Linked DNA regions of Mus musculus: region 2 is linked to region 1. The links are chromatin contacts, called in public HiChIP or PLAC-seq maps. All regions are on one chromosome and are shown on one strand. The core of a region is the stretch at or near the end of the contact, and the rest is flanking DNA. Distances in the headings are between cores, read along the strand shown. Region 1 has its middle 3.2 kb from the start of Gm30509. Region 2 has its middle 32 kb from the start of Rrp1b.

Region 1 (3,095 bases), core at 241-2,740:
GAGAGGGAGAAGTTAGTGGTGGGGGAGGGGCACCTGTGCAGCCTGGAGGGGTGCCTGAGTCTCCTGCGATGAAGAAATAATATAAGGAAGGAATGAAGAGAGAGGGAGGGAGGGGAGGGGAAAGAAACGTAACCAGGGAATCTCCCAAATGCTAGTAACCGAGGGCCTCTACGATAGTGTGCCCTGTGGGCACAGCTTCACACCGCACCCCTGGCTCACACAGAAACACAGGGAGCCAGAAGCAGGTGGAAGGAGGCTTCAAGGAGCTCCTTCTCGAAGGTGAGCAACCTGCTCTCTCAGGGGTGGGTTCCAGTGTCACCTCTGAGGGAGACTGGGACAGTGTGGCTTCTCTTGTGAGTCCCATGCAGAGTCACACACTACTAGGTGAATGAGGCAAGGCACAGACACTTGGAATGTGTTCGTTTGGGGAACGCTAGCAGTGGGTAGCCTCAGGGTCTAGCTGTCTGTCCTCTCTCTCTTTTTATCTGTAGTTCCTCAGATCTCTGGGCTGATGCCCTCTACTGCTCTCTACCCACACAGGACTGAAACAGATGCTGGCCTTCCTATGCCCTGTAGGGGAGGGGCCCCGAACAAGACATGCCACACTAAAGCCACCAAACCACAAACACTTTGAAGGAGTAATGGGAGAGAGAGAGAGAGAGACTCAGTTTGAAGTCATTGGTTAGTGTGAGGTTGGGGGCTGGGACACTGAGGAGCCAAGTCACCTATAGAATGAGCGTGGTACACTCAGTCACCATGAGTCTCCCAGCAAGTACCTTCACCAGTTCAAGAGGGTCCCCTGTTCCCAGCACCCTGTCTGTTGTAGAAGTCAGTGTTGGACAGGATGTGGCAGGCATCATCAACTCTGCAAGACTCCTTTTATGGGGAAGCCTTGGATCCTCGGTTCGAGAAAGCCCCGTGTAAGGCTAGGGACAACCAGGTGCTTCCTGGGGGTCTCCGAGGACGTCAGCCCACACCATGGTACTATGTTTGCTGCTAGCTTTGGTACCTGGACTGCAGCCTAGTTGGCTTACAAGGCCACTGTCTAATGGATAGTACACAGAGGAGCCTCTGTGCCTGTTTCCATGTTTGCATTTCTGTGTGCACCCATGAATCTGTGTACATACGGGTATGTTTGTACATACGCAGGACTGTTTGTGTGCTTTGTGTTTCTATGTCAGTGGCCGTGAACGTGTGTGTTGCCGTGTGTATATCTAGACTTGCAAAACACCCAACCCCACTCACGTATAGACACTTACGCATATAATGTACCAAATGAGGGTAAGAATGTTTCTTTTATTTAGCCTGGAGCCTCGAGAGAGCACCCAATTGCTGGGGTGACCCGTGGAGAGGTCAGGATGAATCAGACTAATTGGAAACGAACAGGAAAGGGTGAGATCATCATGTTGGATGTGACAAAGCAGCAGGGAGGGCGAGGGTCAGCACTGTGTACTAAACTCCACAGCAAAATAAGATCCAGGAAAGTGGCAGCAGCAGAGAGCCCCGCCCCCTGGACACAAGCGGAGGGAGAGCTCCAGGCAACTAGGCCAAAAGTCCCTCTTAGTGACCAGTCCGCATGGCAAAGCAGGACACTTTAGGTACTGTTTTGGCCAAGGGATGGTGACACACACACATCCATCAGAGAAGTTCTTTCTCCGCTTCCAGACTGCCCTATCCTTTGTGGCCCGCCTTCTCCTACCCCATCAGCCCTGGGCAGTTTATTAACTTGGACAGACCCAGAGCCACACAAAGGGGCACAGGTGTTGCTAATGAGGTAAAAGAAGATGGTTTTATTTGCTCTGTGCCCATATGTCCCTGCTTGATGGCAGTCTGCACTCAGCCAGTCTAAGACCCCAAGAACAATGGCCAGCCAGCAGGACTAGGAGCTGGTCATGTCTGCCTGCCATCACTGTAGGGCTGTAAAACAGAGCTCTACCAATTCCTCCCTGGGGCCCCGGAGTGCAGACGCTGTGGCACATAGCAGTCAGCTGTTCTCGAAGCTTCTCTGTCCGTCTATCTCCACATGCCTGTCGGGGATCGACTAGATCCCTGGGATGGACTCCAAAACCATCTTCCTTTACCCCGTGTCCATCTGTCCGTCTGTCTCCACATGCCTGTCGGGGATCGACTGGATCCCTGGGATGGATTCCAAAACCATCTTCCTTTACCCCGTGTCCAGGCTCAGACCTGCCCTTTGGGGGCCCTGCACTAAGCCAAGTTCTGTGTGGACAGCACAGGCAAAGCTCAGGGCAAGGTGAGGGTTACAGGGCCACATGGGTCTCCTGGTGTCTGGCCTGTTTTGACCCCAAAGTCAGAGCCATACTGGGACGAGCACTGGCCTCTCCTCTGCCTCGTTGGCTCATCCAGACAGCAGAAGTTTACCAAGAAGGGATGACCCAGAGACCAGATGGGTGGTGTGGGCAAGGGAGGCAGAAACGAAGCTCCAGTCAGCCCCTTTGTCCACGCAAGGCCCTTTTCAAGGACTTAGCACTACCACTCTCAAATACTGTCTGTCTCTTCCTTTCCCAGGGCTGAGCCCATTGATCCCATCTGAAGCTGGAAATGATGTCAGCTAGAATTAATGGCTGCTTTATCTGTGCTAGAGCTACGGAATGTGCTAGAATTCAGATTGGTGATGAAGCCATCCCCGGTTGCTGAAAGTAATTCTCTGCCTCCAGAGAGGCCTTGAGAGGAAGCCCAGTGTTGGGTATCCCCTTATCTCTAGTCATAGCACTATCTGTCTGTCTTTCGGCCCAGCCAGGCAGAGCATGCTGGGAAAATCCCATCGGCAGCTGCATCTCCTCCAGTGTGACCACTGGGGTTTCCTGGGGGAACCCACCTGAGGAAGTCTGGCTCATTAAAATCTAAATTGAAACAAAATGCAAATTCCTGAGAAGTCAGTCTAGGTTTCCAAGAAGTTCCAGTGTGGTCTGACAGACGTTCTTTGATGCGTTCTGCAACTCACTCCAGCTGAGGTCCAGTGGCATGCCAGGCTCGAGATGGGGTAGTTCTGACTCTGCATCCCGAGGGGACAAACAGATGACTTGAACACCGGGTGCCTCAGGGGACCGGTGATGGCTGTCTCACATACAAAG
Region 2 (3,091 bases), core at 144-2,643, 190 kb after region 1:
TTTGGAATTCCTCTAAGTTAGCTCCCACCCTGTGTCTGCTTTGATGTCATCTGATGCAAGCTCTTGGAGTTTAAAGGTGTGCTTTCTTTATATGTTTTGTTTAAGACACAGTTTCTCACCAGGCGGTGGTGACGCATGCCTTTAATCCCAGCACTTGGGAGTCAGAGGCAGGCAGATTTCTGAGTTCCAGCCAGCCCGGTCTAGCTAGGGCACACACAAACACATAATTCAAAATAATAAAAATAAGTTGAGCCTGGTGTGTCTGTCTTTAATCCCAGCACTCGGGAGGCAGAGGCAGGTGGATTTCTGAGTTTGAGGCCAGCCTGGTCTACAAAGTGAGTTCCAGGACAGCCAGGACTATACAGAGAAACCCTGTCTCGAAAATCAGAAAACAAACAAAAAGCCAAAATTGATCAATCAATTAATCAATCAATATAAGAAGTATGTACCACTGTAGGCATTCATTTTTTTGCAACCTATGGGTTCAACCTCTAGCCCACCACCCAGCAGAGGAAGGTGAAGAGAAAAGTTAATAGGATGTGGAGGAGGTGGACCTGTTCAGCAGTAGTTCTTCTGGGTGAGCTTGATCTTCTTTAGCAGTAGCAAACACCAAATACGACTTAACAGTGCCATCCTTTCAGCAAGCAGACACCAGGCAGCCGTAGTTTAATCCTGAAGATACCGCCAGGCTCACCAGCTGGCCCGAGGCAAGGCTGTGGAAGCAGCAAGCTGCCACAGGAACCTCATGAGCAGTTCTTGGGCGAGTTTCTCTCAGTGTCAGAGTTATCACAAGTTGAGCTCAACAATGCTATGTAAGGTGAACCAGTACATGCGTGTCCTTAGTGAAGAATAGCGAGGCGGAGCAAACCAAACCAGTGCTCAGTGCTCGTCTCCCACTGTCTGTGGGGTCATGTGTATACTCCTTCCTCCTGGGTCCTTTCATGCGTTTGCTATATGCAAACATCCTTTTATCCGTGTCTGCTTCAGGAAAAGTCTTTCACGTGTTTGCTTTGGCAAGACAGCCTTTCACCTGTGTGTCCCAGGAAAGCATCATTTGACATGACTAACTTTCCAAAGAAACTACAAGTTTCCACTTCATATCATCATGTTTGGCTCCTTGTGCTTTTGAAACTGTTCATGGATTGAACTATCCCTCCAGCCACAGAATAAACTATTCTTTTAAAACGACAACCGTGTTTTATGTTGACAGAGGTGACCGCCAACTTGACACAGTGTGGGTGCCTGACCAGCTCTGAGGAATTTGGTCTCCTGGGATGAGCTGCTTTTATTGATGCCCCGGAATTACAAAATAAATAAATTCACACGTTGAAACTTCACGCCCAGCGGCCATATGAAGAAGTGCGGGCTACACACTTGTGACTGGAACTAGTGACTCATCAAAGGTTCCAGGAAGCTGCTTTCACCTTTGTTCTATGTAAAGACCACAGACGCACCATCTTGGAGACAGACAGACTGAGCACGGGGCCTGTTCCCCTTGGGATTCCTAGCTCCCAGAGCTCTGAAGACAGGAATTTCTGTTTAAATCAGTGATAGAGTGTCGAGTATGCTCTTACAGCAGCGGGAAGGTACAGCATAAATTCACTAATAGGACACCAGGCGTAGGACAGTACATTACAATCCCGATGGCCCTATACCGCTGAGATGCCTTGCTCACCTCCCAACTCCAGGCTACAGAAAAAGTGCATGGTAACAAAATTTGGAATGAGAAGGGATGAGGTCAGGAGAACTTGGCTGTCATGGAACTAGCTCTGTAGACCAGGCTAGCCTTGAATTCAAAGGTCTGCCTGCCTCAGCTTTCCTGAGTGCTGGAGTTAAAAGCATGCACCAGCATCGTATGGACTGTTTGTTGTTGTTGCTGCTACTAGTGAGTTTTCTTTTTTTTTTTTAATTTTCCTTTGTTTGTTTGTTTGTTTGTTTGTTTATACCTAAGATAGGAAAGGTTGTGGGGAGGACATAATAGGGAAAGAGAGGGTAGTGGATTCACATTGTATAGATGTCCTAAAAGTTAACTTTGTCAAGCAGCTTTAGAGTCCCAACAAGAACACCAAGTCACACACAGAGGTTAGGTGACACGCACTGGCTGCTACGCAGGAGAAAATATCCCAAGACAGTTCCTGGCTTTGGACCTGGAGCGTTCTGACTCCTAGTCAGTGGTGTCACCTGTTGGACATAGGACACGCAGGTGATGCTTGCTGCTGTGTGGGACTGTAGCTGACAGTTCTGTAGCCACAAGTCACGTGTCACATGTCACGTCCCCCGTGGCTAGGCGCTCGTCCCTAGGCCTGACTGAGATAAGGCTGAATCTCAGGGTCACAGATCTTCGGGAGAGACAAATGATTCTGAGGGACACAAAGAAGCATTGAATCCCTGGACCCTGACACCCATCGGCCCTGGGGCTCCCCTCTAGGCCTGGCTGCCTCCTCCTCCCCTAAGAAAGCAGGCTACACCTCCTGTGCACACCAGTCTTACACCCCACACACACACACACACACACACACACTGGTGTTCCTGCTCCTGCCCTGGCTCTGAGCTGCTCTCCTCCAGTCTCCTGCCTCCACATCCTAACTTCTGTGTCTCCAAATTTCCCCTCTGCAAGGACAGCAGTCATGGGTTGAACACTGTAATCTAACATGGCCACCAATTCCTTATCAACCGCCTCATTCTAAATGAAGTCCTATATACAGGCCTGTGATGTCAAGATGAGGACATCGTTTCAGGGACCTATTTAACCCTCAGTCACTGTCACAGTGAATACCAGAGTCTGAGGTGCCTGTCTTCTATCTGAAGTCCTGTCCTGAGACCTCACCCACCAGGATCTGCTCATGTCCACTGCCACAGAAAGGCCATCCTGGGGTGTGAAGAACACCTTATCCTGGTTGATCTGAGCAGTGATAGATCAGGAGCTCCAGCAGCTGCAGGCACATCTGCAGGGACCAAGTGAATTCCTTCCCTGTTGGCCTCAGCTGTGCCCCAGACACAGCCCAGATGAGTGGTACTCTACTCAGTGAGGAGGCTGGAGGGAGACCTCAGGCTGGACCCGCCAAGTCCCTTGTCCTGGCTCATGGACTAC

Evidence for each region. HiChIP or PLAC-seq counts read pairs in DNA pulled down with a chosen protein or histone mark.
Region 2: a contact with region 1 is called in a FOXA1 HiChIP or PLAC-seq map of pancreatic cancer cells. The contact joins two enhancer-like sites. A contact is called at or near these places in 3 of 484 Hi-C or Micro-C datasets (CD4 T cells, Th2 cells and bone marrow-derived macrophages), 3 of 115 datasets of contacts at active chromatin or transcription factors (bone marrow-derived dendritic cells, embryonic stem cells and pancreatic cancer cells) and 2 of 9 other capture datasets (adipose tissue and pancreatic islet).

The regions. Positions count from the first base shown.
Region 1 is chr17:31,872,726-31,875,820 of GRCm38.p6, forward strand. No RefSeq gene overlaps it. Among named protein-coding and RNA genes, the nearest start is that of Gm30509, 3.2 kb to the left of the region's middle. Within about 2 kb of position 1,491, at least 67 of the 459 cell types and tissues checked have an H3K27ac peak or open chromatin away from gene starts, as enhancers often do. A contact at or near this core is called in pancreatic cancer cells, where this site is marked.
Region 2 is chr17:32,066,323-32,069,413 of GRCm38.p6, forward strand. No RefSeq gene overlaps it. Among named protein-coding and RNA genes, the nearest start is that of Rrp1b, 32 kb to the left of the region's middle. Within about 2 kb of position 1,394, at least 36 of the 459 cell types and tissues checked have an H3K27ac peak or open chromatin away from gene starts, as enhancers often do. A contact at or near this core is called in pancreatic cancer cells, where this site is marked.